Linked DNA regions of Zea mays: region 2 is linked to region 1. The links are chromatin contacts, called in public Hi-C maps. All regions are on one chromosome and are shown on one strand. Each heading gives the region's core, a stretch centred on a gene start, on an enhancer-like site or on the middle of the called end of the contact. The rest is flanking DNA. Distances are from core to core; before and after follow the strand shown.

Region 1 (6,191 bases), core at 1,855-4,354:
GGGGTTAAAAAGGGCCAAAAATGATCCCGTTTTGGTGCTTAATGCCAAAGGGGGAGAAATTAAGGCCAAAGCAAATGGATTAGCCAACCACTTGTGAATTTTGAAAAGAGTTAAAAAAATTTATACTCTTATTGCAAAATTTGGTCTCTTGTGGGGGAGAATTTTGATTATGGGAAGAAGGGGGAGTTTTTGGCACTCGATCAATTTTACTCTTGAAATATCTCTCGATTTTCCCAAATAAGTGTGTTTGACTTAGAGATAGGAAAAAGAATTTGATTTGCAAAAACAAACCAAGTGGTGGCAAAGAATGATCCAAATATGTCAAATCTTAAGTAAAGAGAATTTGGTCTTCGATTTGAATTGATATTGCACTCCTCTGGTTGCTTTTTGATGTGTTGGCATAAATCACCAAAAAGGGGAGATTGAAAGGGAAATGTGCCCTTGGGCTATTTCTATAATTGTTTTGGTGATTAAATATCCAACACAAATGTGTTGAACTCTTATGTGCTAAACGAGCAAGAGGTGCAAAATCAAAGACAAGGTATGTTTCTAGACTTAGTGAATTATTTTTTAGTACTAACATGTTTATCTAAGTGGTAGAAACAGTACCGAGAAGAGAAGAAACGAATTGGAAAAGAGTTGGCTGTGTACAGCCAACACCTGCTCGGGCCTGGCGTACCGGACAGTGTCCGGTGCCAAGACTGGCCGACGGTGAACCGCTGCTCTCGGGAAACAACGGAGTCGTACGGCTATAATTCACCGGACTGTCCGGTGGTGCACCAGACTGTCCGGTGGTGCACCGGACTGTCCGGTGAGTCAGCCGGGACAAACTCCTAGCTCTCGGGAAAAGAAAAGGACGACGTGGCTATAATTCACCGGACTGTCCGGTGACGCACCGGACTGTCCGGTAAGCCAACGGCGCCAGCGGCAACGGTCGTCCGCGCGATCAGCGCGCGACACGTGGCTCGCTCCAACTGTCGGCTGGGTGCACCGGACTGTCCGTTGTGCACCAGACAGTGTCCGGTGCACCAACCAGCCCTGAGGAGCAACGGTCGATTGCGCCCAATATGGAAGGAGATCGCACACCGGACATGAACAGTGGTTGTCCGGTGCACCACTTGACAGAAGGCAAGGATGGCCTTCCAAATTGATCTTCAACGGCTCCTAGCTGCCTTGGAGCTATAAAAGAGACCCCTAGGCGCATGGAGCAGGATACTAAGCTTACAAGAAACATCCTAAGGCACCTAGACTTTGCACTCACGCAATCGGATCATAGTTCTTGAGATTTGAGCACTTCGAGTTGTAAACTCCTCGCGCTATGGTTGTGTGCTCACTTCTTCTCTTGTGTGCGTGGTTGTGCTGCGGATTTGAGTCTTGTGTGCATTGCTCTCCCATCCTTACTCTTGTGCTTTCTTTGTGATCATAACTTTGTAAGGGCGAGAGGCTCCAAATTGTGGAGATTCCTCGCAAACGGGAAAATACTCTAAAGGAAAAGATCGTGGTATTCAAGTTGATCATCGGATCACTTGAAAGGGGTTGAGTGCAACCATCGTCCATTGGGACGCCACAACGTGAAAGTAGGCAAGTGTTACTTGGTCGAACCACGGGATAAAAATCGTGTGTCTCTTGTGTTGCTTTCTCTGTGATTGTTGTGTTCACAAGAACTCGCTCCAAAGCTACTTAGTCGCACTAACACTTTAATAACCAAGTTTGTGGCTATTTAGTGTTTGATTTTACAAGAATACATATTCACCCCCCTCTAGGTGTTCTCAAATTCATCCATCATTAGTTTAACTCATATGTCATAGACACCACACATATATATAGCGTGTTCATCAATGGTACGTAAATGATATACATATAGTTTTGTTTTTGCTGAAATGTGATAGCTCGTTTAGCTCGCGAGCTAGCTCGTTAACAAACCGAACTGGCTTACTAACGAACCGAGCTAGATTATCAGCTCAGCTCGTGAAAAGAAAAATCAAATGACCTGATTCAATCAAGCTCATCCCGAATCGAACGAGCCGACGAGCCACGGGCATTTTGTCCAGCCCTATATATTTTAGTGTATTGTAAAAGTTATGGGAAAACCCAAAGGCTGTTGTTAGCTGGATACTTAGTAGTAACTAGCTGGAGCGTTTGTCTCTGTAAAGGCTGGCTGGGGCTGGCACGTACAGACATGGACGTTTTACGACAATCGGCACGCAGCGGGGCAGCGACACTGCGCTATTTCTGCATGTCATGCAACTATGCAAGTACAGGAACGTACTGCTTTCAGATAGAGAGAGAGAGAGACCGTTAACGTCATTCTCTACTGGGATAAGTGACTGGTTCTTACGCTCCCACCGTCCCACGGTGAGGGTTAGTTTGGAAACCCTATTTTTTCCAATAAATTTTCATTTTTTAAGAGAAATTAATTTATTTTACCTTAGGAAAATAAAAATCTCTTGAGACTACTTTGGAAACTTTAAATCCTCTTTTGGATTGGAGAAGATTGAGGTATAAATAAACTAATTTCCTCTCCAATATCCTTAGGAAATTAGAGTTTTCAAAGTAGTCCTAATAGTATGTTTTTGTTTGGAAGGAACTCGCAGACAGTAGATAGATAGCATCGAGCCAAGGAGTCGAGTGCATAAGTGCAGCAAGCAGAAAGCATGAAGCTATATAAGCCATGCTTGTCGTCCTCCTTGGCCCAGTAGGGAGAGTGAAGGCAGCCCGAAATTTGCTCCGTGAAACACAGGCCCAAAAACAGAGGCCCGGTAGGCCTTTCAGAAGGCCTCCAAGCACCCTTTCGTCCTCTTCTTCGCGAAGAGCGAGCGAAGAGTGGACACGCCCATCCTTCCTTTTCGGCCGCTACTGCAGGCTGCAGCTGCAGCACTGCGTTCCCAAACAGCCAAACAGAAGAGGGGTGGCAGCAGGACGCAGCGCTGCCGCTGAACGTCTCCGTGCCAGCAGCCGATCCCGCGTCCGGGTCACGGACTCACGGATGGGGCGCCGAGCCGGCGGGTTCGACACATCGGCGCCGAGGGGGTCGGGGTCAGGGTCAGGCGCCCTGTTCCGGTCAATGCGGGATGTGACACCATCTGTCCTGCCTGCGCCTGTTCTGGACGGACGACGACGGCACTCAACTCAGCCGATGGCGATGATGGCCCCACCACATGATCCACCGCGCCTGTGCCGTGATTAACGGCGTCTCCAGCTTGTCGTTAGATTCGATGATGAACCCTAGTAGCTACCACTACCAGTACTCCTGTAGCAGCAGTAGCTGTAGTCCTGTTCCCGATCAGATCGTGACAGTATCCTATATTCGGAGAGAGGAGAAAAGAGGACAATAATACGGAGTGCATGCTCCCTGCTACTCGAGTTAGGTTTCTCTCTACCTATGTCTCTTTGGTACTTATGCTCTTTTCCAATTCTCTTTGGTACTTATGCTCTTTTCCAATTTCCACTGACTCAAGTTAGGTTTTTTTTTTGTCTTTTTGGAACTTGCTCTCTCGAGCAAGTTGATCCAACAGAAAAGTGAAAGGGATACAAACAAGGTTTTAGCTCAAGAAGGCAATTGCTCTGTTAATCTAGCCTCTCAAAGGCACTGTACGGGGGTATTTATAGGTGTCCGAGTGCCCAGCGTCATGGATTAAGGACGCATGTGCCCTCAGGCACCTAGGTCATCCCCGGAATATTCCAATAAAGTAGGGTTACAAACTGTCATTACATAAAAGCTTTCACAAACTGGGCCCGTAATGCCCTCGGCCGCGCGGGGCCTATTACAATAGGCCGAATTCTATGTGGGTCTTCGCGTTGGACGAGGCCGTGAGACGGAGCGACCTCGTCGTAGGTCTTCGTCTTGCAGCGTATTGGACGAAGGGTGGAAACTGCCGACCATTTAGCCTCCGTTGGTTCGGTGAGATTGACGAAGGCATCAAGTGAAGGATGGCGTCTTCGCGTTCGCCCCAACATACCTCTCTCTATCTTTTTTACATGCAGCTAGCTCCCTAGCTCACATGGCTGAGTGAAGAGTTGCAGCGCGGAGAAGCCGGCTTTTTAATCTGCACTCGAGGGATCAAGTCATCTAAAAGCGTGTGTTTTCTGTCCGAGTAGAGAAGTTCTTTTTTTAAAAAAAAAAGAAGAATATAAAGATAATAAATTAATAACTGGTCACAGAGCAGTTGGTACAGAGAGAGGCAGATAGATGGCAGTCAAGTTCCGCAAGCGAGCTGCTGCTGCTGCTGATGGCGCGACGTCGCGGTCGTCGCTGTGCGCAGTAGAGCACTGAGCATTCACATCACGGAATAAATAGCTTTGCCTGCCCGGCCGGCGGCCGCTCCGCTCGCGACTTGTCGTCGCATGTGTACTTCCCCGGCAGCGGTTCGCAGCATGGCGGTGCTGCAGACCTGCACGGCACTGTAGGTGCCTGCCTGTACCTACCGGAAGGCGGAAGTAGGGCAGAGAGATTAAGGGGTATTTGATTTATAGGGACTAATGTTTAGTCCCTTTATTTTATTTCTTTTTAGTGTATAAATTGCTAAATATAAAAACTAAAATAAAGTTTTAGTTTCTATATTTAGTAATTTTGGAACTAAAATAAAATAAAATCTAGGAACTAAACATTAGTCCTTATAAACCAAACACCCCTAATTATCCTAGGCGAAAATGGCTCCCATGCCATCGTAATCCACAGGAAAAAAAATCTTCGATTATGTCTGGACTCTGGACGCGGACAAGGGTGTAGGTGCAGTCAAAGCCTATTCGCCGCCCCCGGTCATGGCGTAGCCCGTGTAGGAGTAGTAGCTGCTGCCTGCGCCGGCCGACCTGTGCCGCTGCGCCACGCTGGACACTGCTGCAGCGGCTGCGGCTCCGAGAGACGACGACGGCCGGTCGCTGGCTGGGAGGCGCAGGCGGCGGCAGGGGCTCCGGGTCTTCCGAAAGGTCCCGGACGTTCTCGGCACGGGAGGGCTTTGTTTATACTGCCACTGATGCTTTTTCCATCGAAAGGTGCAATGCAATGCAATGGCCAATTGGCCATCAGGCCATGGCCTAGCTACCTAGCTCGTTGGCCATCGCCAGCCTGGTTAACTTGGACGAGCAGAGATGTCCCCCAAAACCAGGTTTGACTGCGTGTCTGCACCCGCCGCCGAGGCGCGGATTTGACTGCCAGCGAGCGAGAAGCCGTGACAGCCGCCTCCCGCAGCTTTGACCGACCACATGCACGATCCAGTCACCCTCTCATCCAGATCCAATCGGTGTACTTGTACATACCGTGGCTTGCCGGAGATGAGATGAGAACATGAGACGCAATGCAGTGCATGGAGCTGGTGGATCGGACGGACGGACGGAGGACCGCGACGCTACAGGAAAAAGCCCGGCCTCGGCCTCGCCACCGCCACCGGGCCGGCCGGCACGGCACATGCATGCGAACGGACGAACGTGTGCGATCTGGATTCTAGACCAACCAAACCAACTCTACGGGCTACGGCGTGCGCCGCGCCGCTCCGCTCGTGCTCCGTCCCGTCCGTCTTAGCTGGACGCTGGACCATCGCCCCGACGACGTCGCCTCAGCTAGCGGCCGACCTGTCTCCCCGGCCGGGCGACGGCGACCGCAGCCACCGCTGGCTGGCTGGCTACATCCACAGCCACAGCCACAGCCTCGCACCACAGGGAGGACGGAGGAGAGGGGCGTAACGGTCGGTGCCGCAACGTATGTACAGCGAGGACGCATGTGACGTGAGGCGTCCGAGACCAATTATTAGGCGCTGATAACAATTACCGGCGGTGGGGCCCCGGGCTAAACAAACCGGCGGTGGGGCCGCGCTGCCGGAGCACCAGCTAGCTCGCTTTGCCCCCGGCTGCTTGCTTGCTGTAACTGTTGCTGCCGCGGCCCGCGGGCTCCTACTCCATCCATCTTCTGGCAGTTTACAGTTATCGATCGTACGCAGCCAAGCCACCACACCACCGCGACTGCTGCGACTCTGCGAGTGCGAGGCTCGTGAGCTGGCAACAGCAACACCCAGGGCGTTGAAACGAGCCCCTGCCGTTCCGTCGTACGTGACGCGTTGAGCCGTTGAGAGAGACCCACACAGCTGCCGTCTACGGGCTACGGCTACGCACGCTACCCGTGTTTCCTCCTCCCCCGTCGACTGGGTGCCGTCGGTTTATGTGTATGTATCTATCTATCATCTATGGCTGTCACGATG
Region 2 (6,191 bases), core at 1,221-3,720, 460 kb before region 1:
AGACACTGAGAATGAATATAACCTTAATTTTCTGTGATCTCTTTTCTCTTTGTACATTAGCATTCTTATCTGCTCTCATCGTATCCCATGCTTTCTTGAAATAAGATGGATCAGAATATCTCTTTACACAAGCCCCCGCACCAGCATTGTCAAATCTGGAAGGAAATAATTTTAGATATGAAAAATGTTTATTAAGGAAAGCTTCAGCCCTTACTTATCAAGAAGGTAAAGCCGTGGCGGATCTCGGCATTCTTCATACGAATCCATCATAAAACGAGGCAGATCAGTCGCTAGCAGGTGATTTTGCTCATTTTGAAGCTGAGTGTGCCAATCAGAGCCTGTGTTTTATTAGTAAATTCTGTAAGATTGCAAGATAATATTGATCTCAAAGAATTCAAGATGGACAAGAGAGACATTCAAATACTATAATGGACAATCATGATCAGGGTACTTTTAGACATCAATGGAGTAATGAATAAATAATTACCCGGAACATAGGCAAAATGTATGTGACTCTTCTGATTCTTCACAGCCTTTTCGAGAGATGGAAGTGCTGCTTCGATGTTCTGTACTCGAGTCAGCACCTTGCGACCCCTAGCAGATGTAGCTATAACTTGCTCGTGTAGGTCATGGAAAACATCAGCCGCGAATCTGGTATGACCAAAGCTAGCACATCAATTTCACCAAATATTATTTTTTAAGATTTATTAGTATATCAAGGAACACAGTACGTAAGTAAACTGTCCATAGGTTATACAAAGGGAAAAAATGATAGAAGCATTAACAGACAAAAACAAACCCCCTCGGAGTGGCAACAGTTTTGCCCTAGCAAGAAATGGCAATTACCAGAACCCATGGAGATTCTCCAGCCAAAATTAGCAAAGAACTCTTGAGACAAACATTTACCAACATCAAGCCAACAAAAATGCGTCCAGTCAGACAGCCGCTAAGCAATCTAAATTCTAAAACAGAGCCTTTCAAAACTCACTAGTTGCTTCATATAAGAATACAAGATTAAAAAGAGACTTTCTGCAAACATAAATTGTAAGCTAAGACAAGATCTTACTTAAGACCTCCATGTCGCACCCGAGAAACAAAGCCAATCAGCACTGATTCAGGAAAGTGTGTCCTCCTCTAAAGAGCGAATGCGGCCGAAAAAAACCAGCTGAATGATCCCAGCAGATATAGCTGTTATGCCATATGCCGCTCCGGAAACCTGAAACCTTAGCGCCATCCAATCCAGTCCTAACACTAGACCTCAGAAAAAAAAAACCCAAAGACCGCCGCTGCTACAGAAGGACATCCAAATCATTCCCAGATAGTGCCACAATTTTGAACAGCCGGCACACGCAAACACTGCTCTAACAGTTCCTGTTGCTATGGCACATCACAGCGCTCGTTCACCCTAAGCGAATTCAACCACCTCAACACTGCTCTAACAGATCCCACTACTTCATCTCACTCCCATTCTCCCAATCCCAAGTCCCAACCACAGGGCCGAGCCCAAAAAACCCAACCATCCCCGCCGGGAGCCGTTAAACACGTAGCGTAGCAGATCCAGGCGGGAACCAGACCACAGAGACGCGCACCGGCGGGCGGCAGGTCGAAGGCGCGCATAGACCGGGCAGGAGGAGGAGGCAGCGAGGGAGGGAGGGAGCAGGGCCTTACTCCGCGAGATCTCCGAGCTGGCGCAGGATCCCGACGAGGCCCGCGACGGCGACGCCCTCGAGCAGCGCCTTGGGCTCCTCCTCCCCCGCGGCGGCGGTGGCGGCGGCGGCAGCGGCAGCTCCGCCGCCGTAGAGGCCGGGGTCCCCCAGCCCCACCTCATTCCGCACCTCGAACCTGACCAGCGGCATCGCCCTCCGCGCTCCTTCGTCACAGCCTCGGCCTCGGCAGCCGCCGCCCCCTCCTCATGCACCCGGGCCGCTGCGCGCTGCGCTGCGCTGTGCTCGCCGACGCGACGCCGCAACGGCTGCTTTATTCTGGTGGCTGGCGCGGTGTGGGAGTGGGAGTGGGAGGGAGCAGGTGCCGTGCGCCTGGTTGCCGCCCCCGCAAGGAAGAAAGAGGTGGCAGCAGGATGGCGGCTGGCGGGCGGGCTGCGGGAGTGTGAGCGTGAGGTGGACTGGAGAGCGGGTGGGGTGGGGTGTGGGGAGGAGGAGCGGAGAGCGGAGAGGGGGGGTGCGTCGGTCTCCGACAAGGTGAGGGACGAAAGGGACGCGGGGAGGAAAAGGCAGCGCGGCGGCACGAGGGGTAAGTGGCGATGCGGTGCGGTGGTAGGAGCGGGCGTGGCCGCCTGTGCTCTCTCTCTATCTCTGTCTGTCGTGCGGCCTGCGGGCGGCTCCGTCCACATCCACTCGGGTTGAGCGCCGCCCGCAGGTGGGTCGTGGCCGTGGGTGCGTGCGCCGGTGCGGCTGCTGCTTGGCTTTCCTTTGTTCCGGTCAGTCAGTGCCCGCGTCCGCCGGGTCAGGCCGCGGTTTCTGCCGGCCGGCCGTGTTGTTGTTCACCGTGGACTTTGGGACCTGAACAGAATCAAATCTTGGGGCATGCGATTTGGGCCAGTCCAGTCTAGTGTTTGGTGGTGGCCTGGTCATGTCAGCCGCGCCGCGCTTGAGAATTGAGATGATGCTTCTTCTATACATTATTAGTCCTTTCTTAATAATTCACTGGAGTGTTGTTGTTTTTTCCCCCTTTTGTCAAACTGTGCGAGTGAAATATAAAAAAAAGTGTACGTACGTACAAACACAATGTTTGTGTTGTTACAGAGCTTGCCTAAATCATTGCAGGCGGGCAACCTGCCTGCCATTCTTTTCTTTTGAGATGTCCTTTGGGAGGAGGGTGGGCGGATCTTAGGGTAGATCTAATTATTGGGTCAAGTGTTTACGTGAGCGCTTTTGTACTTGATGTGAGGTCCGTCGGGCATGACTAATGATGGCGGCGGCTGAGCAGGTGCCAGTGGTTCCTGTTCTAGCTAGCTCAATGATCCCGTGGAATGTAACGTAATGTAATCTAAAAGGGGGGACATTGGGGCTTTCTTTAATTTTTTTTGTTTAAAGATGTTTGATTAGATGCATATAAAATGGAACTGTGTTTTCTATGATGTACAGTCCGTACACCGGATTGATCATAAAATATATTTTTATAATGAAGTTATTTGAAGATATAATTGATGAAAGTATTATATATATATATATATTTAGTGATTGTTTTTTAACAAAAAAACTTCTTAAATCTCAGGCTGGCCTAATACGTTAGACAAATCTAAGGCTGAGGGCGGACGCGGAAATGAGCATCGAGCCATAGACGACACATGGTGGATCCAGCAAAGACCTCTAAAAAGTTATCTACTCTAAATATAGAGGATCAAACAGTTATCCATGCTCTACAGCAGCGTTCTTTAAACGATACTCTAAATTAAGAGGATGCTGCTAGATTCTCTATATATATTTATAATTTCTCTAAACGGACCTCTATTTATTTAAATACTTTAAATAAACGGTTTAGAAAAACTAAAATTTGTACAATACATTTGAGAGTATTACAAATACGTATGTAAAAAAATAAAAATAAAATATCTTTAACATAGATATTTGAGTATAGAGAGTGTTATTGGAGAGGAAGAAGATATAGAGAATGAAATTATTAGAGAAGACTGTAAATAACGGATATAAAAGATGAATATAGAGGCTGTTGCTGAAGACGGTCTTATAGAAACCGCCTTTACCTGGTTCCAAGTTCCAACGGAAGAAAGGGCGTCGAATTCTGTTTCGGTTGTTGGCATAATGGCACCTGTAGCGAGTAGCGACGGACAAATACAAAGATGGAGGTATAGGTGTACATTCGGGCCGCCCGGCCGGCCCAAGCCCGAAAAGGCCCGTATTATTTGAATTTCGGGCCGTCCCGGACCGACCCATGAGCCTAGCTTTCGGTCCACGGCCCGACCCGTAATTGCTTAAACGTGTCGGGCTCATTTCGGCCGGCCCGAAATTATAAAAGCCTGAAATTCACATTAGGGCCCGAAATTCAATTTTTGGCCTAAAATTCACATCAGAGCCCTAAATTCAAAAAATAATAAAACAAATAAAAGATAAGACAAATAAATATGAACAAAAGCAAACTTAATATTTGTATTAAATTTACCACAACTATGCAATGACTACCTCGTTTACAAATCATTTTGTTAGGAGAAAAAAGAGTATAATCAGCTCTATACAAAGTTCGTAAGTTCAATTTATTGTCTAATGTTCATAACAAAAGTAAAATTACATCACATACTCTAATTCAAAGCTACCAAAAACATCTAACTAACATTATCTCTAGCTTTGTGTTCTTTATCAAGTATATGAAATGTGGAATGAAGTGTGGTTTTAATAAATATATGAGCCTTTTCGTGCCTCTATACGGGCCATTTCGTGACTGCCTTAAATGGGTCGTGCTCGTGTCCGCCCATAGACAGTGACCTCGGCCCAAACCCGGTCCGAAATAACGGGCCGTGCCGGTCCGGCACTAAAATTTTTGGGCCGTGCCGTGCTTTCCGCCCATAGGCAGTGACCTCGGCCCAAACCCAGCCCGAAATAACGGGCCGTGCCGGTCCGGCACTAAAATATTTTAGGTCGTGCCGTGCTTGGGCCGTTCTTTTTTTTATGCTTCGGACTGGCTCGTTAAGTCCAGCCCAAATGTACACCTATAGATGGAGGAGTCGCGGTCGCGGCCCCGTGGCAGGTGAGCTGGAGCCTAGCCTAGAGAGCCTTGCTCCCTTCGCCTTGAATGCTCCCGCACGGATTCTCTGTTTTCTGTGGCCCCCATATTTGTCACTTTTGATCATCCATCTTAAAATGATAGCGTCGACTTGGATGATAATTAACTCATACTCTAGACTAGAAGAGTAACTCAACAAATCTTCTTTTACTTGGTAGTATGTTATTTATGAATTTCATTAAATCATTTAAGGGCGAGTGATGGTCACCTAGCAGGGTGAAAAAAATATAACACCACACAAAACGAGAGACTTCCAAATAAGTTGATATATTCATTGGACGTTGTTATAAATTATGTTAGGGCTGGCAGGCAGCGCAGGTGGGCACTTTGCGAGGGGCGAACTATGATGGGTAACTTTTTGTGGCGGCATCATTTTTCTGGTGGGTCACGGAGAAGTAATATCCAGTGACGTCACCGGGATTCAGTGGTGCGGACAGGAGAGGTGTCGCCGCTACCGGACGGGACCCCGGGGTAGGTGTGCCGCATTTCCCCTCCCATCCATCCCCGTCTCGTGGAGTCGTGGGACAAAGGCGTGGTACACCGTACACACTGGCCTGTTGCTCTTTTTTTTTCTACAATGGTGAACAGTGCTAAACACAGTGACTGACATGAACAGCGCTGCCTTTGCTTCAGGTCTACACAACGCTACCACTAGCACTGGTGGTTTACATCGCCAGTAAAAAACGGGTTACTGTTACGTCGTGCTGCTGCTAGAGACGTTACAGCTAGACTTCCGTTTCCCGTACTGGTAGAGTGAGTGCGGAGGTATGCTTCCGCCGTCTCAGTCCATCCATTGGTCTCAGATTCTACACGGCCGGCCCTGAGGGGTGCGGCCGCACCGGTCCCCAAAAACAGAGGGCCTCTCTGGTCACTGAACGTTAGCACTTTTTTCCGCTAAACATATCTATCCTAGACATAAATACGCAAGAACGATGCACTATCGATCCGTTTCATTTAGATTGTTAAACTAATGTCTCAATGACTTATCTAATATTCACTTCGTTCTAAAATAGTATTTGTTTTAATTCTTGATTTTTATGTCTATATTCAACTAGATGATGAGGAATCAACTATAGAAGCAAAATAAATTCTATTTTGATACAGAGAGAGTATTATTTACTATACACATGATGGTTGCATCGACGGAGAGAAGATTTTTAAAATTTAAATATTTTTTGAACTATTTAAGGTCAACAATGGCTTAAGAGAGGTTAAATGGTTTGGTGATTATATGTATCTAAAAGAAGTTGTTGGATGTGGTATAGGCGATGATTTGTATCACAAAATGTTAGAAAATATTTTAAATGTCATCGGATAACACGTATGTGTTTTTGATATATTTTATATTTGTCATCTTATAAATTTAAAAATAATACATAATAATTTGTATACGTTGAATATTATATATATTGTGTGTGGATGGGCCTCCGTTTCAG

The links. Hi-C and Micro-C count contacts between places; a contact is called where the count stands out from the background.
Region 2: a Hi-C map of tassel shows a contact between it and region 1, with 5 times the contacts expected there. The contact joins the promoter of LOC103634962 here to the enhancer-like site in region 1. A contact is called at or near these places in 3 of 25 Hi-C or Micro-C datasets (bundle sheath, ear and tassel).

Annotation. Positions count from the first base shown.
Region 1 is chr8:24,119,959-24,126,149 of Zm-B73-REFERENCE-NAM-5.0, reverse strand. No RefSeq gene overlaps it. Among protein-coding and RNA genes, the nearest start is that of LOC111590012, 3.9 kb to the right of the region's middle. Within about 2 kb of position 3,104, at least 18 of the 20 cell types and tissues checked have an H3K27ac peak or open chromatin away from gene starts, as enhancers often do. A contact at or near this core is called in bundle sheath, ear and tassel, where this site is marked.
Region 2 is chr8:24,583,871-24,590,061 of Zm-B73-REFERENCE-NAM-5.0, reverse strand. It overlaps LOC103634962 (SCAR-like protein 2), which reads right to left and starts at 2,470. Exons shown (of 10, transcript XM_008657535.4): 1 at 1,669-2,470; 2 at 488-651; 3 at 215-338; 4 at 23-155. The coding sequence starts at 1,856.